2 separate regions of the Capsicum annuum genome follow, and region 2 is linked to region 1. A link is a contact called in public Hi-C data. All regions are on one chromosome and are shown on one strand. Each heading gives the region's core, a stretch centred on a gene start, on an enhancer-like site or on the middle of the called end of the contact. The rest is flanking DNA. Distances are from core to core; before and after follow the strand shown.

Evidence for each region. A called contact is a pair of places that touch in the nucleus more often than the background predicts.
Region 2: a Hi-C map of leaf shows a contact between it and region 1, with 1.6 times the contacts expected there. The contact joins the promoter of LOC107859436 here to the enhancer-like site in region 1. A contact is called at or near these places in 2 of 5 Hi-C or Micro-C datasets (leaf and pericarp).

The regions. Positions count from the first base shown.
Region 1 is chr2:130,480,618-130,487,807 of UCD10Xv1.1, reverse strand. No RefSeq gene overlaps it. Among protein-coding and RNA genes, the nearest start is that of LOC124896016, 10 kb to the right of the region's middle. Within about 2 kb of position 4,062, at least 4 of the 5 cell types and tissues checked have an H3K27ac peak or open chromatin away from gene starts, as enhancers often do. A contact at or near this core is called in leaf, where this site is marked.
Region 2 is chr2:130,514,725-130,521,914 of UCD10Xv1.1, reverse strand. It overlaps LOC107859436 (DEAD-box ATP-dependent RNA helicase 18), which reads left to right and starts at 3,781. Exons shown (of 11, transcript XM_016704454.2): 1 at 3,781-4,300; 2 at 5,063-5,299; 3 at 5,990-6,247; 4 at 6,346-6,425; 5 at 6,544-6,649; 6 at 6,772-6,885. The coding sequence starts at 4,037.

The DNA of each region.
Region 1 (7,190 bases), core at 2,813-5,312:
GGTGTAAAACAGATACTACAACAATATATTCAATATAATTCTCTAAGTGGTGACTTGAGAGAGCGATGTATACACACATTTTGTTTGGTACGAAAGTATTTTTCAATTTTCTCATGTTTGATTGATTTTTTACAAAAAAAATATTTTCTAGGATATGTTTTTCATTCACCAACCAAATACTGAAAAGTATTTTTCACTTACCAACAAAATATGAGAAAACATGTAAGCGTGTTTTCCATGAAACATGTTGGTTTATATCAAATATATGCACAGACTTACTTCTATCTTGGTAAAAAGTTTGTTTTCGATTTAACCTAGTCATAATCTCTTATTTTGTAAGGGTTGAAGGTTCCATTTTTGGGACTAATATTCCCTTTTTATGTATTTATTTCTTTTGGACCCATATATAGCTTAGTGAATTAGGTCATCGTTATCTTAGTACTCTATTCTTAATTCCCTTTGTCTAGATTAATTTAGGATGATTAATGACAAATATCAAGTTATTAAACTGCAAAATAATTGTGTCATTAGCTTGACTTGATAGCTAGATTTCACATTTTATTTTCATTTAAAATGTTTTGTCCAGTGTGAAATACTCATTAAAAAGTGTCTTTTTCAATATTTATGTAGGAAGCAAATATAGATCTAGAGAAAGGTACATTTCTCAATCAAAATTCAGAACCTTCCAAAAACATGTCTTGTTTCAAATGAAGAAAAGTACAGTTTTTATAATTAGCAGCATTTTTCTTTCAATGTCAAAATTAAAATATAGCAGACAAACTAGATTTGATATCTAGGAACTTATATCTTTTGATGTCCTTTAGTAGTACACTGTCTTTTGTTAACCAAAAAAAAAGGACCAAATTTTGACTAAAATAAGTTGCAAAGAATAGCAGACAAGATTCCATCTGCATCATGTTAGCAAGTACAATGAATTATGACACTCTTGGTTAATGGAATTAGATTGTGAGTACAAATTTGTATACTCCTTTGATCCTTCCTTCTGAATTTTCCCCCTAATTCGAAAAATGTCAATTGTTTATTTCTCAAATATAGGATGATTTCGACCTGCTATATATTTAATCGTTTGAAACAAGGGACAATAACTTTGATAAAAGCAATAATTGATGCGTTGATCTCGAATCTCAAAAATTTATGAAATTTCAAGATGTCTATTAAAAAAAAAATACATTACCACCAGTTATATAAAAGGAGTTAGGACATAAAAAAGAATAGCCTCCAAATATTCTAATAGCAATTGAACTCCTCTCGTGAAATCCCATAAAATTTCAATATCTACATTCTCATGAATAACTTTTTCCTTTTTTTTCCACGTTCCTCAACCGGTCCTCTTGTGCGAATTTTTTTTTTTTTCTTTATTACATTTGGAATATCACGAAGGGGCAGAAACAATTGACACAGACACACCTTTATATAACATATACACACCTTTGTGTGGAATTTTTACTGTATCTAACTGGAGTAGCAACCAAATACTTACTAGTCTAGTAGATAGTAAATTTTGACAGCACTTTGTCTGCTCTCTTTTACACACACTCGGATTTTGACAGCACTTTGTCTAGCAGGCAAAACTGAACATTGTTTTGAATAAATTAAACGTGTCTTTGTATGTGTGTTGGGGAAGCTGGATCTCTGTTCTTTGAGAATTTTGGATATTTCAGATATTCGATAATGGGAAATCTACTCGATAGGTAGTGCATAAATTAGTGATGAACAAAACAAAACAAAACAAAACAGTAGAATGTGTTTAGCTAAGGAAGAAGGTTGAAATTTTAACTTCCAAAACACTATACAAATGGGAGTGTTGTCTGTACAAAATACACACACAAAAAAAAAAGAAAAAAAGCTCAATATCCTAATTAAGGGACAATAACATCCTTCAAGACTCTAAATTTACCAAAACTGGGTACTCTTTAACTAATTTCTATCGTCGATTAGAGAAAATAGAAGAGACTAATTGAGCTAATCCCAACACTATGGTGACTTTAACTTGTCCTCTTTTTGGAATTGGTCTTCCATATTCCTCCCTTCTTAACATGTTTCCTCCATTCATCCTCATCATCATCATCTCTTTGTTTACTCCGGCCATCTTTCAAATCCTCCGATTGCAGTTGTGGTGGCGTTAATTAACTGATTTCTTTGCTTTGCTTTGCTTGTAAGGACTGAGATGAGGAGTGAAATGAAATGAGATGGTACCCTACTGATGTATATATAGCTGAATGGTTTGTAATGGCCACCGGATTTAGAGAAATTTACATATGGAGCCATTGCTTTATCTCTCCATTATTTATTGCCACTACTATAAGCAAGTACTGTTGACATTTCGTTGACGATAACGACCTTTCTTCTGTTCACATTGTTCTTTTGCTGCTCTCCTTTCAAAAATAAATAACATAGTACTTTTTAAAATTCATTTAAAAATAAGGTAATTTTAATTTTACGCGACGTGTTTAAAATTAAAAGATTAAAAAATATTTTAATATATTTAATATAACAAGTGATTACTATTTTTCTCCCCTAAATTCAAAAGAATAGAATTGGGTTTGGTATTAGTGTAACTCAATCAGCATATGCCAAGGACAGCTTAAACAAATGGCCATTATCGTAAAATCAGTAGACATCTTTTTCAGACGGACAAAAAACAAAAGAATACAAACCAATTAAAATAAAAAAATAATTTAATAATCGCCGGTGTATAGTGGTGGGCACACTGCCAGTTAATCATATAAGATATGTCTGGTGGAAGCAAAAGAAAGAATCTGCTTAAACTTATGTGAAAACTGAAAAACAATATTTAAGCCAAGTTACATCAACAACACGTGTGAATTTATATTGGAGTATTATTGATACCAATTTCATTTATAAAAAGGAAAATTGGGGCACGATGGCTTTCTTCATGATTGGGATCCAAATAATGGACTCGTACCTTGAATTAAGACTCACTTTTGGAATACAAATAATGGACTCGTACCTTGAATTAAGACTCACTTTTACTTTTAAGTGAAAATTAGTCCCATTAATATATTGAAATGCTTTGCTGATAATGAAAATATTTGTGAAGTAGATAATAAATAGAAATTAGCACAAGGCTCTCTCAAATTAATCTGCATATAAATTAGTATTAAACCAAAATGTTCTAGCTGTCGCAATAGATGTCTCACTTATAATAGCATGATATTTTGGCTTCGAAGAGGTTTCTCTCTTTTCAAAGTTAACTTAGATTATTTCCTTCACTATGTAGAAATATCAATTACTCCTCTGAACTTGTCGGGTTTTATTCATAGTATATCTGAACTTTGACTAGTCTTTAGTACCTCTGAACTTATTCTTTTAGTATGTCGCGTGACCCTTTCATTTGAAGGACCAAAGCGTGTAAAACACGCGCGTACACGTGGAAAAAAATACCTACGTGGTTGTCCACGTGGATAAATACCATTCACTTCCCTTATATTGATCCTATATTAAAAATAACCCACTTCTACCCTTAATTAATCGATTTATCTCTAAAAAAATAATATTTTTTAATTTTCCTCTTTAGACACCTAATTTTGTCCCTTCCAAATCCAATTTTATTCATTTTTAACTCACATTACCACACACCCTCATCCATGTGATTATACCCCACAAAAATACAAAAAATAACAACCCTTAACATAATCCCTAACAAAATCCATCTTGTTTTAATCCTATCCTAACCAACTTTACATCTCATCCTAACTCCCTACCCCACCCGATACCCCTACCCTTACCCTTTAACCCCCTCCCCACACACACACATTTCTTTTCCACAAAGAAAGGGGGCACATATACAATTCCCAGGGGTTCAACTTCTCCACTGGAAATCTCACAAATACGCACATAGACGGATACACAAATTCCACTGACCATCATCTTCTTCTCCACATTGATTTTTACACAGACAAGGGAGCTAACAGTCGCGATTGAAGAAAAAAGGGAGGGTCTCGGCTTCCTCTTCTTCTCCACACGGCTTCTTCTTCTTCTTCACAAGACTCGCAGATGAAGAAGAGGGAAGAGAGCACACACACCAGTGGTTGATCTCTGATGATGTGAATTGTTGGTTGTCTTGATTCGGTATTTGATTTCCTTGATTATGGATTGATTATGGGTTGTGTGATGAAATAATATCTCATTAAGAATTAAGATTAGTTAACTGGGACGGGGATTGAAAGTTGATTAAAGTGAATATTGTTGTTTTGATTCATTGATGTCGTTGATTGTGATAGTATCATGATAGGTCGAGCGGGGTAGGCAAATACTAAGTCGGATAGGCAAATTGTAGAAATGAAAGATGGTGATTTGTTGTTGAATGTGTGAATATTTGTTGAATGATTCTTTCCATTTTAACGCACAAATTTGAGAAAAATGTATTCATTGTACCGGGGAATGCCCCGAGGTCTTATATACTTCTTAACCGGAGAATGCCCCGAGGTATCTTGTACTCGAAGGACGTTCGCAATGAAAGCCCGGGGCATTGGGTAAAACACTGGAGTGTAGTTTAGGATTAGTGTAGGTTTACTTTTCAGCATCTTTTTATTGGATTGTATAATTGGACTGAATATTATTATTTTGGTTTTGGATTGTTGTTTGATGTGTTTGTTGCTTGTTTATGTTCTGCTGTGTGATCTATACATTCGTAGTGCCAAAATAGCCGATATGCTCTACCAAGAGACCGTGGCCGAACCACGGGACCGAGGGGTGCCCAACACCTTCCCCTCGGTCAACAGAATTCCTTAGTCGGAATCTCTGTTCGCAAACCAGTTTTAAAGAGTCAAATCATTTTGAAAAGGATTTTTCAAAGGTGACTTGGCACACCGGATTATGCCAAGTGGCGACTCTGAATAAAAAATGTAAATAATTCTTTTTCGAAATAAATTTTCATCTTTTGTCACTTTGATAATAAAAACCCTTTCAAACTTAAAATATGATCTTTTGGTTGAAAAAAGGGTGTGACATCCTCTACTCCAAAGTAGTGAAAGGTTGAATTTTCGTCAATCAAGTAAGTTATTATCTGAAAAAAATATATTTTTATGTGTGTATTAAAAATATGAAATTATTTTTTTCGATTAGTGTTTCATATTAGTTTTCGATTAGGATTTTGAGGAGACTTACATGAACAAATATGTTTCATTAATTATAATTAATGGAGTAAAAAATTATAATTTAAGTTAGGGGTGTACAAAGATCAAACCGATAAAAATGTTATTGGATTAACTTTTTTTAATAATTTTATAAAAATAATTATTGGATTATTGATTCGATTTTGATTTTTTATTGATAACTTTATGCTAAATTATTATTTTACACCCCCATATATATATATATATATATATATATATATATATATATATATATGTATGTATGTATGTATGTATATGTAATCTATAATTTATATCTATATCTATAATATATTACAAGTGTGAAGATCCTTAGAAAAGTGATTTGAACTTTTTACCCATTGTCTTTTCACTATTTTTTTAATTTATTATTTAATTATTTTTTATTATATTAACCAGACTTCCTAAAATATATGGATCTCCTAAAATATATGGTAGGAGAATTAATTAGTATTTTTCTTTCTACTAAACTTCCTAAAATATATGATACTCCTAAAATATATGGTAGGAGACTTAATTAATATTTTTTTTTCTACTGTTCAATTAGAAAAATACTCCTAAAATAGGACTTTATTAGAGAAATACCTAAAATATATGGTAGGACAATTTATTAGTATTTTTTTCCTTTCTACTGTTCAATTAGAAAAATACTCCTAAAATAGGACCCCATTAAGGAAATACTTCTATTAATATTGAGATGTACGTTAAACTAGAGAACAAACCGATTTGCCTATTAGGAGAATATGATTGATGCTCATCTAACTTGATTCGATTGTATGTCTAGATAATGGATGCTTGATATTCTAACTCTTAACCTCTTCATTGTTTTTGTCAGCATAATAGAATTTAACATGTGTGTATATCTATATATCTTCTTTGTTTTCATTCAAAATCATTTTTAGGGTCAAAATTTTCGCTCGGACAATAATTAGTTGGATCACAATCGAAGCTTTATGATCACTATTATATTTTTTTTATAATTTACAGGTCGTAGATGAATGGCGGTTGGCTTTGAAGAATTTTTTGTGTAAAGATTAGGTTTAATTATATTTTTTTAATATCTTTATTATCTTATTGTTTTATTTTAATTTACATATGCTAGATAAATATGGGTCAGCTTTGAAATTTTGTTTAGGTACAGGTTAGGTTTAATCGTGTTATCATAATATCTCTATTAGTTTATTATTTTGTGGTAGTTTACACTTCGTAGATGAATCTCGACCGGCTTGAAAATAATTTTGTGCGTAAAATTTAAGTTTAATTATATTATTTTAATATCACGTTTATTGTATTATTTTGTTGTAATTCACAAGTGATAGATAAATGTTGGTCGACTTTGAGAAATTTTTTTATGTAAAAGGTAGGTTTAGTTATATTATTTTAATTCCTCTATTACCGTATTATTTTGTTATTGTTTACAGGTGGTAGATGAGTGTCGGACGATTTTTTTGAGAAATTTTTTGTGTGTAAAGATTAGATTTAATTGTATTATTTTGATGTCTCTATCATTGTATTATTTTATTGCAATTTACAGATGGTAGATGAATGTCGATCGACTTCTAAAAATATTTTTGGTAAACATTAGGTTTAATAAATAAATTCTCCATCTTTACATACTCAAAAGATATTAAACAAATATCCTATTTAATATAATGTTTGAACTCATTAAAGTGAGGTACACGCTCAAAGCGCGTACACCTAAACTAGTATATGTAAATATATAAGTAGGATTTTGGTTGCAACTAAGATTCGATTTCTTTTCATGTTAGTTAGTACTTTTTCAATGAATATTTTTTTATTGGTTAAATCAAAAATCAAATCGTTAGTGACTAAAAATCGATAACCAATATAACTGCATACACCATAATGCGTACAATCGAGGAATCTACGTTTGAAATTGTCATCCGATCATGAAATTCTCACAATTAGAGGAGACCTACATGCACAAACAAGTCTCCTATTATAATTCATGGAGTTAGAAATAAGTAGATAAAGTAAAAGCAATAGAATGATTTTTTTTTTTTTGTTTAGATT
Region 2 (7,190 bases), core at 2,532-5,031, 34 kb before region 1:
CAATAATGTGACATTACATAGGGCTGGCAAACCGGCGGATTGGATTGGATTGGATTTGGACGGGTTAAATATAGATCGAGCAAAAATAGTTTGGATTGCAATCCGTCCATATAAATATGGGTAAATATAGATTTAGTCAAATATGGATTGGATAAAAATGATTTCAACCTATTTTAAATTCTAAGTCAAAAACTTAAATCTTCTATATCATATCAACTTGACTTTTTTTCCATTTCTTTTTTTTTTAGTTTTTACTTTTTAGTTTTTTTATCTCTCTTCTATATGTAGGCTCTAGTTTTTTTTTTGTCATTTCTTTTTTTCTCTCTCTCTTCTATCTCTATCCTCTGCCCTTTGTTTCTCTTTTTTTTTCTTTTTTTTTTCTTTTCCTTTTTAGTTTCCTTTTTTTCTATTTTTTATTTTTTTGTTTTTACTTCTTTCTCTTTTTTTTTCTTTTTTGATTGTATTTTATGTTTTATATATTTTTTATTTTCGAAGAACATGGTTAAGTCGAGTACAAATTATGGATGATGACTAAAATATCGTAACCACTCAGTATATTTGTTTTCACCATTATCTTTTTTCTTTTTCCTTTTCTCCTTTTTCATTATTTTTTTTTTTTATTTTTTTCTTCAATTCTTTCTTTACGCTTTTTTCTCTCTTCTATCTCTAACTTCTACCTCTTTTTTCTATTTTTTTTTTATTTTTGGTTTCCTTCTTTTTATTATGATAAGGAAAATACTATAAGCGCATATTGATTTATATTCTTCCAACATTTATAATTTGAGGGCTATGTGGATCCTCAGCCATAGATATTTTAGTCTCAAGAAAATACAATTAATTCATATACTTTTTTTTTTGGTTTTTCATCCGGTGTCCGGTGTCAGCATGGAGCCCCGACTAATTCGGATCGGGCTTTGCAGGGCCCATTAAGGTATTTTAATTCATATACTTATTTGTATATAAATACAAATGATAAATTGCACATATTGACAATTAAACTATTTAAATACAAATAATAATTTTATTTGAAATATATAGTATGATACAAATAAATTTAAAGTAAAAAAATATAAAACGCAATGACAAAAAAAAAAGGTGAGGAAAAGAATATAAAAAAATGACGAACCAAGAATAAAAAAGCGGGAAACGGAAATACAAAGAAAAAAAGAATGCAAAGAAATAAAATTGAAAAAAAAATGATGAAAAAAAAGAAAGAAAAAAAGTACAAGAAACGAGTAAAAAATAAGTGGAAAAAAAGTAAATTAAAGAAAAAAAGAAAGAAAAAAATAGTCAATTAAAGGAAAAAAGAAAGAAAAAAGAAAGAGAAATAAAAGATAGAAAAAAATAATAATAAAGGAGTGAGACTATGGATTATATTTAATTGATAAGAGATGTTATGAATTATATAGGCTAAACGGGATAATTAGAAGCTTGTACTTATTAACCCATATAGGTCTCAAGCGAATACGAATTATGAAATAGAATGAGAAAGGGGAAAGCGGAAAAAAAAAAAAGAATACAAAGAAAAAATAAATAAAATTAAAAAATAGATGAAAAATTGAGAAAGAAAGAAAGAAATTATAAGGAATGAGTAAAAAAAGAAAAAAAGAAAATTAAAGGAAAAAAGAAAGAAAAAAAGAAAAAGAAAAGAAACTAGAAAAGAAAAAAAAACTGAAACTCTAAGCATAATTGAGTGATCTATGTTTAAATGAGTACCCATATTTTACCTATTTTGTCCATATTTGTATGAGCTTTTAAAATGAGTTGAAGTCCATATGTACCCATTTAAAATATTAGTGATCCAATTCACTAAATATGGATTGAATGGACTCTTTTTATAAATATGGACTGAAATTGCATACTAAAGTAAGCCAATATGTAACATTGCATATTTGTTCGATCGTTTCGAATGAAGAATGAGAAATGGCTTGTCCTAAGAACCTAGCTACTCGTAATTGGAATAAGGAGTCGTGGAGAACAAAATTGCCTTCACAACTATCTGATGTCTCTAGTTGGAATAAGGTAATCATGAAGCGCTTTACTTGAATTGATCAATTGCCATAAGCCCGGTGCTCATGACACGATACAAGACAGAGGAGAATCAAGTAGCGCATCATAGCTAATAAGCGGCATAGGAGTCGACTTGACATCAGTGATTTCATGTTGCACTGGTGGAGTAATCCAATACACCACTAGACCCTTAAACTTGTCAAGATATTTTATCTAAATACTCCAAGTAAGTTATGTTCTGATTGAATATCTCAACTCCTATAAAGTGTTTCAATTAGACATTCTATTTAAATTTTAAACAAACTTTTGCGTCTGTTTTCATTCGCCTAGTAGATAGTTAAATTTACCACATAAACATGCAACTTTCTTTAATTATGTCTTTGCCTGAATAAGTTATAAAATACATTTTTTATTTGAGGTTGATTGTATAATTAAAAAAGATGACATATATATTTTATATGGTCAACTTAATTACCTACTAAAATGAATGAAAACACACCCCATTTCTTGTTCAATATTTGAAATGAAAGTATCTAGTTAGAACCTACTAACTACTAATGTTCTGGTTACCTAGTAAAATGTTCTAGTTAGAACAGTTTATTAGGAATTTGAAGTGTTCAATTTAGAAGTGTCAAAATAAATATCTTAGCTATGCTTGAGTCAAGGGTCTTGAAAACAGTCTCTTTATCTTTCAGAGCTAGTGATAAAAATCTGCGTGTTCTTTACCTTTTTTAAACATTACTTGTGAAATTTTACTAGATATTTTACTGTTATTATCAAAATAAATTTGTATTAAGTAACTATAAACTAATGACAAAATATATTATCCCATATATATCATGAGATAATTTTGTCTGTTTAGCTAATCCAAATATCAAATAAGCCCTTGCAAAAAAATAGGAAAGATGTACCCCTTATTATTTTAGTTGGTCACCTTACCATAAACACGTCCTAACTTATTTTTTCACGTAGTAAATCAAGATAAAATTAATTAAAAGAATTTCATTGTACCCTTATAGTTAATAATTTTTTGGATGCCTGAATTTATACTCCCTCCGTTCGGTTTCCTAAACAAACTTATACTCCCTTCGTTCATTTTTATCCGTCACTGTTTTTCTAACTGAATTTTCATTTTTACTTGTCACTTTTGACATATCAATAAAAGATAAAAGAATTTTTTCTATTTTATTCTTAGCATTAATTGTTTATTCTCCAAGTCATTTTCAAATATATTACTCTAAACATCAATTAATAAAGGTAGTATGATAAAATAAACAAATATCAATAATTATTTTCTTAATAAATGTGCATGTTAAAAAGTGACAAATAAAAACAAACGTAAAGAATAAGTTTAAAATCTATTCATGTGCCCTATACTATTTCATTAACATGAGCACAATTTTCATAAACGATTTTGATATCTATCAACATGAATAGAAGTTAAAGCAGTAAAATTAACTATGTTATCTATGATTTTTGTAAAGTATTAGCGTTACAGAAAAAATTTACTCATACTTAATATATACATAAAGTTAATATATATATATATATATATTATGTGTTTGAATGTAAAATTTATTTTACTTAAATATATTTAATCAAAATGTATTTTACTCCTTTTAAGTCACTTATCTATGTTAAAATACATTAATTTATATCTATAATCTATATTTATATCTATAATACATTAAAAGCGTGAAAACCTAGGAAAAGTGAAATGTCATAGATGGTCCAATAAAGTACCTGAAGCACAAGATTTATGTGAAAAAATTATCTAATTTTAAATGATAAAAAATTATACGAAACAAGTGACTAAATTAGTTAATTTGAATAAACATGGGGAGTGGTAAAGTTTTTTCCCCCTATTAACCTACATTCCCAGAGAGCCGCGTACAGGCCAAGGCCGAACCGGAACAATACTTTCGTGAGAGGCGGTTTTATTCGACCCGACCGGTCTAATTTCTAGCTAGCAAGTACTTGTCATTACTTAGGCAGTTGGACCGGAAAAACCACCAACAGCGGCGGCATGGCATCGGCGAATCAGAACAAAGCCTTAACGAATACTCGTTTCTCCGACCTCGAACCACCGCTCTCCGCCCCAGTTTTGGAAGCCCTAACCAATTCCGGCTTCGAGTTCTGTACTCCAGTTCAAGCTGCCACCATACCTTTACTCTGTAGCTACAAGGATGTCACTGTCGACGCCGCCACTGGCTCTGGTAAAACCCTAGCCTTTGTCTTACCTCTAGTTGAGATTCTCCGTCGCTCCACCTCGAATCTTAAACCTCACAAGGTAATGATGCCTTTCCTTCCTCTTTACTAGACTTTTTTATGCAAAGTATACGTGCAGATTAAGCTTAAGGTTTTAGATGAAATCGTCACATATTTTATCAAAAATAAGTTACAAGTTGGGGGCGTTTTGAAAATACAGTAAAATTATAAAGCTTTAGTCTCTGCAAAAGCTTTATCTTTTAGATTAGACGGTCACACACTTCAACAGATATCAGCTAGTTGGATTGTTTAGGGTGTTCCTGTCTTAGAATATACCTAAACTTGATTCAGTAGAAGTTGCCAGTTGGGTGGTGCTACAAGATTAGTATAACTGGAGGTCGCTCTATGATAAGTCTATTGTTGTCTGGTTATCATTTGACAGTGTCTTGCTTCAGCTATAGTAAGATAGTACTGCCACATTTATATCTGCCTCCTTTTTTAATGTAAATAAATCAAGGTAACATGAGGAACGGTACAGAATGGAGGACAAGTTGCCTTCAGGCTTCAACCCTAGAACTTGTTGTAACAGATAAATAAAACCGTCCAATCTCGTTGAAGGGTGTTACGTTTCAAAGAAAAGGCACAAACTAATCTGTGATGCACGTGTTATACTTTATAAAAATGAATCTTCCATGCTTATGGCATGATGTTTTATTTAAATAGACCCATTTGACAGCCAATAACGATCTTGTGATATGCTTTTGTTATCCTTTCTGTTTCTTCCTTTAATTCTATGTTGTTTTCTTCTTGTGTTTAGCCGTCCGTCTCTTTGGTGCCCTTGCAGGTAATGGGTATAATTATATCACCCACCAGGGAGTTGTCATCACAAATATTTCACGTTGCTCAACCGTTCATTTCCACCTTAGCAAATGTTAGGCCTATGCTCCTTGTTGGGGGAGTAGAAGTAAAGGCAGATATCAGAAAGATAGAGGAGGAAGGAGCAAATTTGTTGATCGGTACGCCTGGGAGGCTATATGACATAATGGAGCGCATGGATATACTGGACTTTCGGGATCTTGAGGTTTCAAACTTTCATGCCTCATTCAGTTGAAAACAAAGAGCTTTGTGCTCAAGTGCTACAGTGATTTTTAAGCTGTTAACTATTTGCTTACTTCAAAAGATGAAGTTTGCTTGGGAATTTAAGGAGTATCAAATTCGTTTGCTGGGGTTCTGCTGTATATGTTTAGCTGCTAACCATTTGTTTACTCTTAAAGATAAAGTTTGCTTGGGAATTTAGAAGTATCAATTCTTTTATCTTGAAAGATGATAATTTATTTTTTTCTTATGATACTTTAAAAAAGAAAATAAAAGTGCCAGATGCCCTATGTTAAAACAATTTAACTACATACTTTTGTGCTAAATTTATGTAAAGCTTTCCATTTGTGCGCTAGAGTAATGCTAAGTTCAGCCTTACCAAATGGAGTTAAGTTTTATCACCATTTTACATCATAAGTTTGTACATGATTGCCTATAATCACATTCTGACCTAAGTGGTCTCTGATTTCCTGCATCTTCTAAAACTTTGTTTAGTCTCTGACTTTCTACTTGTTCGTACAAGCAAGTCTATTGGCTGTCAATAAATGGAACACTGTGTGTTGAGTCCTCCCCCTTTCCCCAACCTTTCTTTTGTCCATGGTGTTCGGTATTTTGTATTGATATGACATACTGCATCTTAATTAGCCACTCAGCAACCACCATATCACTTGTACAGATCCTGATATTAGATGAGGCTGATAGGCTATTAGGCATGGGATTCGAGAAGCAGATAAATTCAATCATTTCTCATTTACCTAAGCTTCGTAGAACGGGTCTCTTCTCTGCTACTCAAACTGAGGCTGTTGAAGAACTATCAAAGGCAGGATTAAGAAATCCTGTCAGGGTTGAAGTTCGGGCAGAAGCAAAACAGTTGAGTGGTTCTGCGTCAGTAAATTTGACCTCGTCAAAAACACCTTCTGGACTTCATATTGAGGTATTTCCCACTGTTCCAGAGTGTTCGTTTATTCCAAATGAAGATTATTTATGTCTAGGTGCATGTTACCATATTCTAGAATTTCTTCAATTTGACAGTATCTTGAATGCGAAGCGGACAAGAAATCATCGCAGCTTGTACATCTCATAATGAAGAACAAGTCAAAGAAAATTATAATGTGAGCTAACTTTCCCGGATTCCCGAATTGTATATAGATATTAATTTTATATGCATAGCTGGTAGGAGATTATTTTGGTGTTCGCCTGTTCGGTACTTGATAATTTTTACTTTTGCAGCTATTTCATGACTTGTGCTTGTGTTGATTATTGGGGAACTGTTCTTCCACGTCTCTCTTGTCTGAAAAGTTTTTTGTTAATCTCTCTTCATGGAAAGATGAAGCAGGTACATTTGTCGACATTTTAAATATAAAGGCCTTTTATCTTATGAAATTCTTAATGAAGGTCTATCATTTTATGAACGTGTTCTAGCAGCTCAAGAAATTTACTGTCTTAAAACTTTTGTAGAGTGCAAGGGAGAAAGCACTAGCATCGTTTACTGCTCTTTCCAGTGGTATTCTTTTATGCACAGATGTAGCAGCACGTGGCCTTGATATTGCAGGTGTTGATTATATTATACAGGTACTTTCTTGTGGGCATAATATTTTTGGCTAATGAACTCATTATCTTGTTTCTTTCCCCTTTTTCTTGGTTGGTTTTGGGGGGTTGGAGAGATGGGAAGGGCTTCTTACTTTATCACTCCACCACCCGAACTTAAAGAACTGAGAATGTGTGCAGCAGATCTAGAAACTCCCTAGTAGTCATTTTTTTTTCTTTTTGTGAGATAAAGGTTACTTAACTCCCTTGTAGTCAAGTTAGTATTACACGTTGTTGACTGTTGCCTTCCCCTATTCAATAACATGATATCATTATAAAAAAAGTTACAT